2 separate regions of the Sus scrofa genome follow, and region 1 is linked to region 2. Evidence: chromatin contacts called from public HiChIP or PLAC-seq data. All regions are on one chromosome and are shown on one strand. The core of a region is the stretch at or near the end of the contact, and the rest is flanking DNA. Distances in the headings are between cores, read along the strand shown.

Evidence for each region. HiChIP or PLAC-seq counts read pairs in DNA pulled down with a chosen protein or histone mark.
Region 1: a contact with region 2 is called in an H3K27ac HiChIP or PLAC-seq map of skeletal muscle, with 3 times the contacts expected there. The contact joins two enhancer-like sites. A contact is called at or near these places in 2 of 2 datasets of contacts at active chromatin or transcription factors (alveolar macrophages and skeletal muscle).

Annotation. Positions count from the first base shown.
Region 1 is chr8:130,275,947-130,282,677 of Sscrofa11.1, forward strand. It overlaps FAM13A (protein FAM13A), which reads left to right. Exons shown (of 24, transcript XM_021100748.1): 13 at 1,474-1,550; 14 at 2,212-2,254. Among named protein-coding and RNA genes, the nearest start is that of NAP1L5, 85 kb to the right of the region's middle. Within about 2 kb of position 3,350, at least 2 of the 83 cell types and tissues checked have an H3K27ac peak or open chromatin away from gene starts, as enhancers often do. A contact at or near this core is called in skeletal muscle, where this site is marked.
Region 2 is chr8:130,053,322-130,060,010 of Sscrofa11.1, forward strand. The region is part of intron 3 of FAM13A (protein FAM13A); the gene reads left to right. Among named protein-coding and RNA genes, the nearest start is that of FAM13A, 35 kb to the left of the region's middle. Within about 2 kb of position 3,015, at least 12 of the 83 cell types and tissues checked have an H3K27ac peak or open chromatin away from gene starts, as enhancers often do. A contact at or near this core is called in skeletal muscle, where this site is marked.

The DNA.
Region 1 (6,731 bases), core at 2,100-4,599, 220 kb after region 2:
ACTGTCTTTCCAGGTCTTGGGGCATCATCTTACCTGTGGGCAAAGAGCCGGAAGATATTTCCTTGAAGATTTCACGGCACAGTTTAGACATACTAATAACACCAGCCACATGTTCACTAAATGTGTACCACGTGTGTTTCTAGTGCTTTGCGTGTGTTATCTCATTTACCCCTCAGTCTCGTCCTGTGTTAGGTATTGTTGCCATCCCCCCTTTTCTAGAGGAGGAAACTGAGGGTCGAGGAGGGTCATACTCGGTGGAGCTAGGATTCAGACCCAAACATCCCGACACCAGAACCGTTGTCATAGCTGTCAACGGCACGTTCTCTCCCTTGGGTTTTGTTCTTTGATGGAGCCTCGGGTTTTAAATTTTAAGAATTCCAGACAAGTGGCCCACACGATCCCAAACAGAAAATAGTGTATCCATTTACCAAGCCAAAGATGAAGTATCCCCTCTAATTATATGCTTATTTCATGGAGATTTTTATGTGTGTCAATTTCATGGGATTATTGCGAAACCTAATGAGATTGACTTTGCAATGGGCTTTTCATAACGGGAGATTATAAATATGTAGATGAACACGTGGCTTCGGTGTGTGTTCTTTATTTCAGTAACACACGTACATGGATTTTGCTTAGTGGTCTTTTAATGCAGGTATGAATCTTGGAGTTCAACAAAATTTGGGCCCAAATCGCCAAGACCCCTGTGTGTTGGAGTCTGCCGAATGTAAACGTGCTCTTATTTGCCTCTTGGCCTCTTCCTGCGTGGGGACGGCTTCACTTCTGTGCTCAGCCACCTGAGTTGTGTGTAGAACCTGTGGGCCGTTTTCACAGAGGTGGTCAAAAAACCTTACAGATAGCCTTCCTGATAAGCATTAGGCCCTCTTGGTCGGCCCGAATGAAATACATGCTGTTTCAAATAAGTTCCCTCTTTTCATTTTGTTCCCATCTTGGTTAATATAAAGATTTAACATTCAATATCACAGTTACGAAGGCTCTTCCCTCCATTTCTATTCATGGATATTTGACAGCTTAGGTATAAGCTGCATTTTCCCCCAGATGAAAAGATGTTTAAATAAGCAACGAATGTTGCCGTGGCTTCTGATTAGAGTCAAGGTCAGATTCCTCAAGTCTAGTCCTCAGGGCCCCTGGTGGTCTAAGAGTCTGGGCTTTGCTATGTTTAGCTATAAAATGTGGATAATACCCCATAAGGACGTTATAGGGCACAGTGACCTTTGCTGCGTTGCTGCCAGAGAGCTTTGTGAATGGGCCGATAAAGTTCAACACACAATTTTAGGCCAGCAGCATATAATAAACTGTCACGATTTTACCGGTTTTCACAAAGATAGGCATCCGAGGACTAGAAGTCATTGATGCCTGCATATTCTCTGATTTTTCTATTTTAAAGAAAGGAAGGTCTGTTGCTGTGTATTTCTTTCTGTTCCTACCGGGCGACCCACAGTGTTTTTGTTACAGAATATGGAAAGCGTCAGTCCCACACCGTCTCAGGAGAGGCCTGGACCTCAGGATGTGGCGTTGATGTCCAATGAGAGGTAATTTTAGAGCTTTCTCCTAACGGTGTTTACAAGACCATGAATAGATTTTGTTTTTTCCCTTAATACAATGTTTAAGGACTAAAAAGAATAGAATTAAGGGACTCTCTGTTTACCAACCGTATTTTATAGCAAGGACAATGCTTCGAATGGAAACTCCCCCGTGGTGCTTTTCAAGGCAGATAACCGTGTGCGTGTTTTATGTTCCTCAATTTTTATTTTGCTTCATTTTTTGTTTTGTTTTTTTGTTTTTTGTGGGGTTTTTTTTTTTGCCTTTTCTTGAGCTGCTCCCACGGCATATGGAGGTTCCCAGACTAGAGGTCTAATTGGAGCTGTAGCCACCGGCCTCCTCCAGAGCCACAACAATGTGGGATCTGAGCCACATCTGCGACCCACACCACAGCTCATGGCAACGCCGGATCCTTAACCCACTGAGTGAGGCCAGGGATTGAACCCGCAACCTCATGGTTCCTAGTCGGATTCGTTAACCACAGCGCCACGATGGGAACTCCTTGTTTTGGTGTTGAATGTCATAAGAATTTTATGTAAAGCTACCGAGCCTACTTTTAAAATACCTGAAATCTTCACTGTGGTGGGTGAGAAGCAATGTTATAAAACAGAGTGACATCTTATGACATTTTGTTGTTGCTGTTATTTGTAGCAAAGAACATGAAAAAGACGGCAGACACACGCAGCATTTTGAGGTGAGTAGCTGAACAAGGCAGACTGTGACCGTGACATTCGTGAGAGTCTATGGGCGGTGTGATTTGCTTATCAGTAAGGGATGCAGAGATTAAGTGATGGGATGTTGACTGGTGAGAATGGCAAATACCGAGCCAGCACAATTCTTGAGAAATTGCAAAAATTTCATTCCTTGGCTCTTGAAATTCTTTTATTTTGAGTGTGAGATAAACTTTAATAGCCTGGTGATTTCTTCTTCGATTTTCTGTACCATAAGACAAAACAAAAAAGCAAAGCTGCTGGTTAGATTTTTCCATTTTTTCATGCATTTTTTAAGTGACTGAAATAAATAGGTGGTGAGGCTTCGTGGATTTGTCACAGAGATTATCTCATTAATTTTGAAGTTAACACAAAATCAGTTCAATCTAATAAATCCAAAGCATTTTCTGACCTTTGGGTCTTGTTTTAAGTAACCTGCAGAGGGAAAAAAAAAAAATCTAATTCCTTTCTGTTGTCCATATCTTAAAGTTTCAGTTACTTTCCTGGCTTCCCTGTGGTCCTCTGAGGCATTGCCACATTGACCTAAGTATCTGATTTCCTTTGCTCCCAAAGCTGGCTTCCATTCAGTGTGCTCAGCTCCATTTTTCATTCATGCATGGGTATGTTATCCTCTGCGTCTCAGTGCTTCCAACTCCACCTTCAGTCTTATTATCAGCTTTCTTTTTGGCAAGAATTAAAGCTTTTCTCAGCCTGTTCTTGGATTCTGACTCTGGATATATTAATTATCCACAGACCTCGTCTTCTACCCTAGTGATTCTTAATCCCTGTTGGACACTCCCTTCTGACCTCAGTCATATATATGGAGTCCTACTATGTGCAGGTGCTGTGCTAGGAGCTGGTCTTTAGTAACAGCTGCAGTTCCTGCCTCCATAGAGTTTTCGTACCTAGCAGATTAAGAATCTGAAAACTCTGGAGCCCCTTCTTAGAAAAAAAGCACACCCAGGTAAAATTGGGCATAAAATTGCTGGAAATGAATGGCCGCCTGACAACACCCCCACCCCAACCCCGGCTTCTAGCCTCCTCATATGCAATTTCTCATGTTCATGCCTTCATTAATCCAGCCAGATGGTAGGAAGGAGAGGCTTCCTCTCTCTGACTTCACAGCCTCTAAGCCACTTCTTTCATCCCTTTTACGCTTCCCTCCTTGGGAACCAGGCACCAAATGGGCATTTTTGTCCTTATCTCTGGGTAGCTCTCTTCAGAGAGGGGTGTCTCCATGAGACAGTGTTTTTCTTCTCCTTCTGTTTCATCCTTTCTCTGCCTCTTCCTCTGTTCCCAGCAAGCGCCTGCTCGACATGCCATTGCAAATTTTTTTAAAGCAAATGGCATGCCAGCCTCCCGGAGAGGTCTCTGTGCTTGCCTTTCGTGCCTCTCATCCTGTAGGAGATAAAAGGGTAGGAAGCAACCTTCGTGGTAGAACTTCGTCATATTAACTCATAAGTTCCAAGTGGTACCCAAACGAAACCCACGCTGAACTCGGTTTGTCTTGGTGTTTTGGGGCGCCGGCTCCCATGGCAGTGACGGCGTCATGGGGAAAGAATCTCAAATCTTTCTTCCACGGGCCAGGACCTTTCCTGCCATGTGTCGCCTGTGAGCATTTACCAATCAGCACCCAGCCCACGGCAGGCACTCCTGACACACTCACCATTAATAATCATTGTCATCATGGTCCCTTGAGCCAGGAGATAAAATTAGGCAGTGAATTAAAATCTAGACTAAGCCCTCCGTGTCATCTTGCTCTCGCAACTGCTCCAAAGGAGAGGGAAAAAGACATCCCTCCACCAAGCAAGAATCATTTCCCACTTTCTTTCCCTGAAAGAAACATGTTTTATTATTAATGAAGGACCATGAAAAGGCCCGGCTTTCATTTTTAAAGCCCTTTCCCTTGTTTACTGCGTATTATAATTTTGTACCTTTTCACATATGTAGTACTTTCTAGAATTGCTACAACCCACATAGTCAATCTGGTTTTCTAATAATACTGCAATCATTCCTAAATTTCAGAGCTGGAAAGTCAGTCAGTCTGGAGCTGGGTTACCCCTCCTAGAATTCTGTTGAAGTGTTTTGGGTATTTTTTCCCGTGTCTCCGATAGCATCAGATTGAGATGCTCTAAGGCACCTGTCCCCTATGAATAGATCTGATAGTGTTTCCAGCTTTATTTTCCATTAGGGCAGATTTCGTCCTCATGAATTTTGCCCTTTGAATTTTTTGCCCATAAATGCCCAGATTCATACAGGATGGCGCCGCTGATGACCGCTCTAGGAGGAAGGTGGTTTGTCTTTCTCGTTTGACTAATATTTTCGTTTGAATGGGGACCATTATAACCTCGAGCCTCAGAAACGATCCTCGGGGTACCTGAGCAGAGAGAGGCTGTCTCCCAGGCTGCTGCTCAAAGGCAAAGGCAGGCACATCTGTGGCTTTGTTTCTTAAAGCATCATTCTGCAGTATCAAGTGTGCTTTGTTTGAATGCATGTATTGAAAAGGAAACGGGGGCCTCTCCTTTGTTGCCTGTCTTTTTTAATTTATTTGAATTATACAACGAATCTTATCCCAAAGCTGAGATCTCGGATGGTCAGAGTTATCCATTTCTGGTTCACCCGCATTTCTTACGTGGTTTGTATTAAAAATCTGTTTAGTGACACATTGGCGATGGGGAAAGAGTTAGAGGCACTTCAAAATGCCAAAAACTAAAGTATAATTTCTTCAGCTCCGTTTTAGAGAGGCTGACATTTTAGTAAAATTTCCTGCTTGGACTGGATGAAATAAGATGACATGTGCAAAAGCCTAGCACCCTGTTCCCTGAGCACGTGGAGTGGAGTTCGGAGTCTTTGTTCTCCTGTTTGTCTTTAAACTCATTTGACAACTGGAAGGATCCAGGAGAGAGGTGGTTTTTAAAACTGGCAATGTCTAGATTCTGAAAGCAGACACTCAAGAGTATGGGTTTTCAGAGTTCTGTCTGCAATGAAGTTTATACTTGACGCCTCCATTTCACTCCTCCCAATAAGTTATTTTCTCTTGTGGAGCTATTTCATGCTTCCGTATAAAATCCAGAATATGCAAGTTACAGCCTCATCCTTAATCTTTTTTTTTTTTTTTGTCTCAAAAGCAAAACGTGGAAAAGTCATTAACTACATGGGAGGCTATTCCCTTATCTGGAAGAAGTCATTATAATCAAAAGCATAAGGTTAATGAAGTGTTAAATTCTTTCAAGATATTTTTACATTCTTTATGCTTTCTAAGCCTGCTGCTTAGAAGAGCTTAGGAGCATACCTTTGATAACAAACAGGACATTCATAATAAACAAAAGACTATTTCCCCTTTTCTTATCCTGCTTCAGAGAAGGGGAGAAGATAAAACTTTTTAATCAAGCGTGAGAATTAATATTAATGATCTGAAGAGCTTAAATGCAGGCTTTTATGTGCCCTGAGAAGGTTTGAGATAAATGCTGAAATATCCCATCAGCAAGTATTTCTGAAATAGATGACTCTATTATTTCCCCTTCACTGTATTTCGTGGAAGCTGTAAGATTTTGTTACTGGCTTTAATATGAGAACCAAAAAAATGTGTTTAGATTCGCTTCCAGTCCCATCCAGTCTCGAAAGACTGCCGAAGCTTCATAATTGACATGAATTTGGGGCTCTGTTGTGTTCATTTTCCTTTATTGTCGGGCCAAACAGTAAATGTGTGTACGTGCACGTGGCTCTTCTGTTCACTCTGTGTGGCTCCGTCCTGTGCACGTGGCCTTACGCACGCGCCACACGCTGATACTGTCTCTCCCAGCTCTGGTGAGCTGGTAGTTAGGCCACTTATCCAGACCCTGTGCGTGGAGGGGAAGGAGGTGGAACACAACGTCACCAGCCATTCCTAACCAGGAAAGGAGCAGGATCAATAAAGCTGGGGTAGAAGGATCCAGACCCAGCCAGACGGCAACAAGTCTCAACAAAGATCAGGTGGATAGACCCGTGGTTGACGGCTCCTTGACCTGAATGTGGAATGTTGCCTGTGGCCCCAGGCAAGGCGAGCGGTCTTATTTGCTGCCTAGCACCCTGTCTTTTTCTTTTATAACATGGCTGTGACCTGGTACTTATGTGATAAGTCAGTCTCATCCATACTCAATCCCCTCTCTTGTTAATTCCTGCAACTCCAGTGCCTAGCACATAGTATGTGTTCAATAAACAGTTGCCAAATGAATGGGAAGGGGAAATAGTGTATAAAGAGAAAGAGCATTTCTTGTCCAGTGATTATGGGCTAGCTGTTTTTAATGCTGCATGGCTTTTCTCTTAATCTTCACAACTTTATGCAGTTGTATTTCTGCATTAGGGAAAAACAATCTCAAGTACAAAGAAGTTTACGCATTAAAATCTTGCAGCTGGTCCCCAGGTATTTATACTCGGGTCTCTGATGCCGCAGCCCCTACCTGCCATCCTTTGTTGTCTCTC
Region 2 (6,689 bases), core at 1,765-4,264:
TCCATTGGACGCTCTGCAGGTGCCTGCCACCTGCAAATTTGCAAAATATTGTCTTTTGGTCTTGGAAATGCACTTGTATTATCTCTCTTTTATGGTTCTGTTAGTGTTTGGTTGTTGTCTCTTCATTCTGTTTTCTATAAAATGTAATCAGCTTTCCTGTCCAACCTTGTTTTTTCATAGTATTAGCTTTTCAGTTTTAATAGTCAGCATATTCATGCTCTGTTTCTTTTCCAAAGTACTCTATTTTGTTTTATAACGTTCTATTCTTATTCTTTCTGAGATTCAAGTCAAGCTTTGGGGTGTTTGGTTTGGTTTTCTTCTTACATTTCTGTTTGCAAGATTTCTTTCTGTATCGCTTTACTCAAACATTAGGATCTTTCTGATTTAAGAATAACATTTTGATTAGTGATGGAACATGATGGAAGATAATGTGAAAAAAATTATATATATGTATATATATATAACTGGGTCAATTTACAGCAGAAATTGATAGACCATTGTAAATCAACTATAACAGAAAAAAAATTAAAATCTTAAAAAAAAAAAGAATAACATCTTGGAGTTCCCATCGTGGCACAGTGGAGATGAATCTGACTAGGAACCCTGAGGTTGCAGCCTCGATCCCTGGCCTTGCTCAGTGGGTTAAGGATCTAGTGCTGCCGTGAGCTGTGGTGTAGGTTGCAGATGCGGCTCGGATCCCGCGTTGCTGTGGCTCTGGCGTAGGCCGGCAGCTACAGCTCTGATTGGACCCCTAGCCTGGGAACCTCCATATGCCGTGGGTGAGGCCCTGAAAAGCAACACAGAATAACATTTTGCATGGAGACTGATAGGCTCGTCTGCGGGTGTCCTTCACGTTAGGAGGATTAGATAGTGGAGGTAGAGGAGAGCCTGTTTGGTTTGGGCACTCACACATAGCAATATGTGGACATGTTTTTCTTTTCAGCCATTGAGTTCTTCACGAGCAGGAGTGGGAGGGGAGTGGTGGGAAGGATGCTAATGGGCCCATTATTCCTTAGCACGTTTTCACTAATTTTCACATTTTCAACTGCTCCCCACTCTAGCCCTTAGCTATCTCAGATGTCCAAGAATCCGCTGATGTGATGCAGAGACTAAATCTCAGCACGCCTGCCTGCCAGCACGCCTGCCTGGGTGCGCAGGGTGGCAGAGGCTCCCTGGAGCTTGACAGGCGTTCAAACAGTCTGTTTTCTGTCACTTGCATTCACTTCCAAATGGCTTTGGAATCTTATCTCCTTCTGTCCTCTTTGCTGTTCTTTTCGTGTGTGCTTATATTATTTAAACATTATTTTACTGTCATTCTCATGGGGGCTTAGGAAGACTATGTGATCAGTCTGTCTCTTTAAATGGGCATTTTCCTTGCCCCCCCCATGCTTGATTTTAAAGGGAATAGCATTTTTTTTTTCCCACTGTACAGCAAGGGGGTCAGGTTATCCTTACATGTGTACATTACAATTACATTTTTTCCCCCACCCTTTGTTCTGTTGCAACATGAGTATCTAGACATAGTTCTCAATGCTGGGAATAGCATTTTATAATAGCAGCTGTGCAAACAGTATGTGAGAGTTAAGTGCCTGTGAATTTTAGCTTATGAGCACTTGATAATTTAGGCAGCAACCGTTTTTCTTAAGAAAACCACCCTGGGAACGCCATGGTCACCAGTACAATGCCTGATTGTAAAGGAATCGCATTTAATAGGCTAACTTGCATTTGTGCTTTGGGCTGTCTTTCCTCAACATGTGAGAAATTCACTAGGTCAATTTGAGTGACGACAGTTTTTTATTTATTCTATGCATCATCATGCCACTTAGCTGAGTGGTTTTGCCTTGCCAGTTTTAAAGGGCAATGCAGATGCTGGCTGGTTCTAATAGTAGTTATTAAGTCATCACTCCTTGGGAGCATGAGCTCCATAGGCTTCTTTCCTAGGGATTCATGTAGGGAAATACTTCCTTCCCTAGATTAATTCCTTCTTCCTGAGAAATTCCTTTTATTTTGAGATTAGTCAACCCTCACACATTTGTCTCTGTGAGAAACAGAATCATTATATTAAACTCCAAATTTAAGCCCTTTCCATTGTCCGTATGTGCCTTGTAGGTTTTCTCTAAGAGAAACCAAATATATACATTATTCATTTTTTCAAGTAAAAGACCTAACCCCAGAGGAGAATTAAAGCATTGCCATCTGCATATCTGCCCAAGCTGCCAGTCCATCAGATGTGTGAAACCTCCCCTGGAATAAATTGGAAAAGTGGTGCCAGGAAACCCAGGGTTCCACCTGTGACTTGATTCACCATCAGTTAGTTCTGCCTCCATCCGGATCCATGGACAGGAAAAACCCCATTTGCCTTTATAATCCCCTGTGATCTCTAAGATGATCCATCCTGATAACTAGTTGACCTTTTGTTTGCTAGGTACACACAGAGATATCTTCCTCGTGGTGGCCTTTGACACGCTGAGGTTGCGTTAAGTAGGGAGTGGGATTATGCAGATCTGGAAACAGGTCCTGAGGGAGCCGTTGTTCCGCATTAGAACAACTAGTCTCCAGGGATGTGTGTGAATGTGTATTTATGTAAATTTGCTGAAATCCTTCATCGCCTTTTCAGCTGTGTTCTCTTTGTCCTTGATGGCTTATAGCTTTTAAAAATTCTGATCATTCTAGTGGGGTATGAAGAGGAAGAATAAATAAACTCATCTTTAACTGAAACTGCTCTTCTGACGTTTTGTCCTGCCCTGGTTTTTAAAGCCAGCAGAATTTCCTTAGTCTTTTTTTTTTTTTTTTTTTTTTACTTTCTCTTTCTTTCTTTCTTTTTTTTTTTTTTCCCACTGTACAGCAAGGGGGTCCTTAGTCTTTATTGAGATAGAGTCTACACACGATAAAACTGACCCTTTCAAAGTGTACCGTTCAGTGGGGATTCGTTTACTCACAGAGGGCAATCATCCCTCCCCTCTGGTTTTAGACTATTTTTATCACTCCAGCATGAAGCTCCAAGCTCATTGGCAGGCACTCCCCATTTCTTCCCCTTCTTCCCCCTCCACTTGTACCAGCCCTAGGCAAACACTAAGCTACTTTCTGTCTAGATAGATTTACCTGTTATTGCCATGTCTTGGAAATGGAATCACATACCATAGGTGACTTTTGTGACTCTCTGCTTTGACTTAGCTTAAGTTTCAGGGTTCCTCCATGTTGGAACATATATACCAGAACTTCATTCCTTTTATAGCTGGTTAATAGTCTGCTGTATGACTGTTCCTCCGTTGTCTTTATCCTTATTCAACCATTGAGGGACAGGTGGCTTGTTTTCACCTGTTGGCTATTATGAGTAGTGCTGCTGTGACCATTTGTGTACAAGTTCTTGTATGGACAGACATGCTAATTTCTCTCGAGTATCTACTTAGCCGTGGAGTCGCCGCATCAAATGGTGACTTTAACTATTTAAATGGAGTTACTGTTGTGACTCCACAGTGTAAGTTGTTTCTGTGAGGATTCGAGTCTGATCCTTGACCTCACGCACTAGATTAAGGATATGGCACTGCCGCAAGCTGCAGTGTAGGTAGCGGTTGTGGCTTGGATTCCAGTGCTGTTGTGGCTGTGATGTAGGCCACAGCTACAGCTCCGATTCAGCCCCTGCCCTGGGAACTTTCATGTGCGGCAGGTGCTGCTGTAAAAAGAAAAACAAAACAAAACAATTTAAGGAACAATTTTCCAGTGATGAATGGAAGTTGTCTTTTCTTTCCATTGTTGACAATACCTTTATTTATTGTTGACAATACATTGTTGTCTGTGTTTAATTTTTGGTGTCTTCATAGTCTAGGCGGTAGAGTTTTGAAATAGCGTAAAGATTACAGGCTTGAAGAGGAAAAAGAGAGATCTAGTAGCTCCAAGGCCAATAAGATAATGTCTGATGGAGATTTTTGGAATGAATTGTTGTGACCTGAGTGCAATCCTCAGTAACTTCTGCATTTTGCTGAATGCTTTTATATGAGGAGAATCTTATTTCAATTGAGCTGGAAGAGGAACAGAGAGAACAGCCACAAAGGAGTTATTTACAAAGAAGCGAATCGGTAGTATCAACTCACATAAGATACATATTGAAAATGTGTTTAAAGACTATCAGTTTGAAGGGGTGCCAAGTCATGAGCTTGCCAGCCACCTGCAGTGCTGCCTGAAGTGGTTAAACCCTGTTCTGAACCCCTGCTTTGCTGAGTCTGTGGCCATAATTAACTTTTACGCCGCGTCGATAAACTATTTGAAGACTGAAGGCAAAGGAGGGGACGTCCAAAACAGTTCTAAAGAACTCTGGGCTTGATATTTAAGTCACCAGATTAATGCAGTCCACTTACAGCTGAGCAGTAGTCTCCACTGGATCAGTAGCGGGGGATGTGGGGGTGGATAGAAGAGTAATACGCTTTGCACTGAACTTACTGTACTTTGCCCACTTAATATAGCACTAGATTTATGGAGAAAGCTGAGTGTTATTATCGGGGATATTGCCAATATTGTCGAAGATCCGTGTCATTGTGGGGAGGTGGCCCCTCCTGGATGCTATGGTTTCTCCCATTTGCCTGTGCACAGGCATTCCCATATTATAAACAGGTCCTCCTGCCGTAAGGTGTTTGTGTCTGACATGGAATCTAGCTGTGAGCTCCCAGTTTTGATGTTAAGATAGACCTTTTACCTGTTTGTGATATTTTTACTCTACGTCTGTGTCCCCACGGAAGCAGTCAGCACTCAGCGAATACCCACAGAATAGGTTTTACTGTTTCGGTGACATGGGAGTTAGTTGTTGGCTATAGGACTGAAGTGTAAAGTCTCCCCTAATTCTTGGCTCCTCCTGTGTCCTTTGCCTCTGCCTTAACATGCAAGTTCATTCTGGGAGCGGGAGTATCAGTGTAGATACTGGCTAATTTGGCAATAACCACCCCTCTGCATCTTGCAGAAGCCAATCAGAATGATAAGATTTGTAGTTTTATTAATAACGTCTGAGAATAGACTGTAATTTATTAGTTTTTATTAGTCACTTTATCATCCTGCTCTTGGAGAAATTTGTGGAAGGCCTTTGCGAACTTTGTCATGGGCAAGGGTTATAAGAAAGCTGTAAAACGATAGCTGCCTTCTTACAGGGAAAAATACCATTCCGTTAATCATAAGATGTAATTGTGTACATAGCTTCTCATCCTTCTAAAGAAGTGATTCCCCTCCTGGGGAATGAAAAGCAGAAGTAAAACCTCATCCAACATATGGCATCTTATGATTGAGAAAGAACTATGATTCATTTTTTAAAATGATTTTTATTTTTTTCATGATAGCTAGTTTACAGTGTTCCATCAGTTTTCTACTGTACAGCATGGTGACCCAGTCACACTACATGTATACATTCTTTTTCTCACATCAGGCTCCACCATAAGTGACTAAATATGGTTCCCAGTGCTATACAGCAGGATTCCATTGCTTATCCATTCCAAAGGCAATAGTTTGCACCTATTAACCCCAGATTCCCAGTCCACCCCACTCCCTCCCCCTTGGCAACCACAGGTCTCCTCTCCAAGTCCATGAGTGTCTTTTCTGTGGACAGGTTCATTTGTGCTGTATGTTAGATTCCAAATATAAGTGATATCATATGGTATTTGTCTTTCTCTTTCTGACTTCATTGAGTGTGAGACTCTCTATTTGCATCCATGTTGCTGCAAATGGTATTATTTTGTTCTTTTTTTGTGGCTGAGTAGTGTTCCATTCTGTGTGTGTGTGTGTGTGTGTGTGTGTGTGTATATATATATATATATATATATATATATATTTCTTAATCCATTTATCTGTCTTAATCCATTTATCTGTTGATGGACATTTAGGGTGTTTCCATGTCTTGGCTACTGTGAATAGTGCTGCAGTGAACTTCTGGGTGCGTGAGTCTTTTTCAAGGAAAGTTTTGTCCTGATATATGCCCAAGAGTGGGTTTGCTGGGTCATATGTTAGTTCTATATTTAGTTTTAGTTGTATATTTAGTTTTCTGAGGAACTTCCATACCGTTTTCCATAGTGGTTGTACCAATTTATATTCCCACCAACAGTATAGGAGGGTTCCCTTTTCTCCACACCCTCTCCAGCACTTGTTATTTATGGACTTACTAATGATGGCCATTCTGACTGGTGTGAGATGGTATCTCATAGTAGTTTAATTCATGTTTTGTTTTATTCTTATGTATTTTATAAAACATTTTGTGCCCATTCTTCTAGGCTTTTATGAAAATGCTGTTCCCCACAGGACCTAAGAAGCTGTAATTTCACTGTAAATGAATGGAGATTCTAGCCCCCTCCCACTACTCACCCATTTTTGCTTGTTTGTTAACTGAGGAAACATTTCTTAAGTATTTAGGTGTTTGAGACGTGTGCTGTATAACAGTGATGCCAGTAACAGCGAACTTTGTTGGAGTCCACTGGAGTCCACTTCGTAGGTCATGCTGATTCGAGTTGCAGCTCAGCTACTTGGTGGCTGTGTGAACATGGACAGGTTAATTAACCTCTCTGTTTCAGTCCCGCCGTTCCTAACAGGGGGTGCTTTCGATTCCTGTTGCTGCTGTGACAGAGTACAGAAATTTAGTGTCTTCAAACATCCCACACTTACTATCTCATTGTCCTGTGAGAAGGGTGTCAGCTCAGCTGGTGTCTCTCCTCTAGATC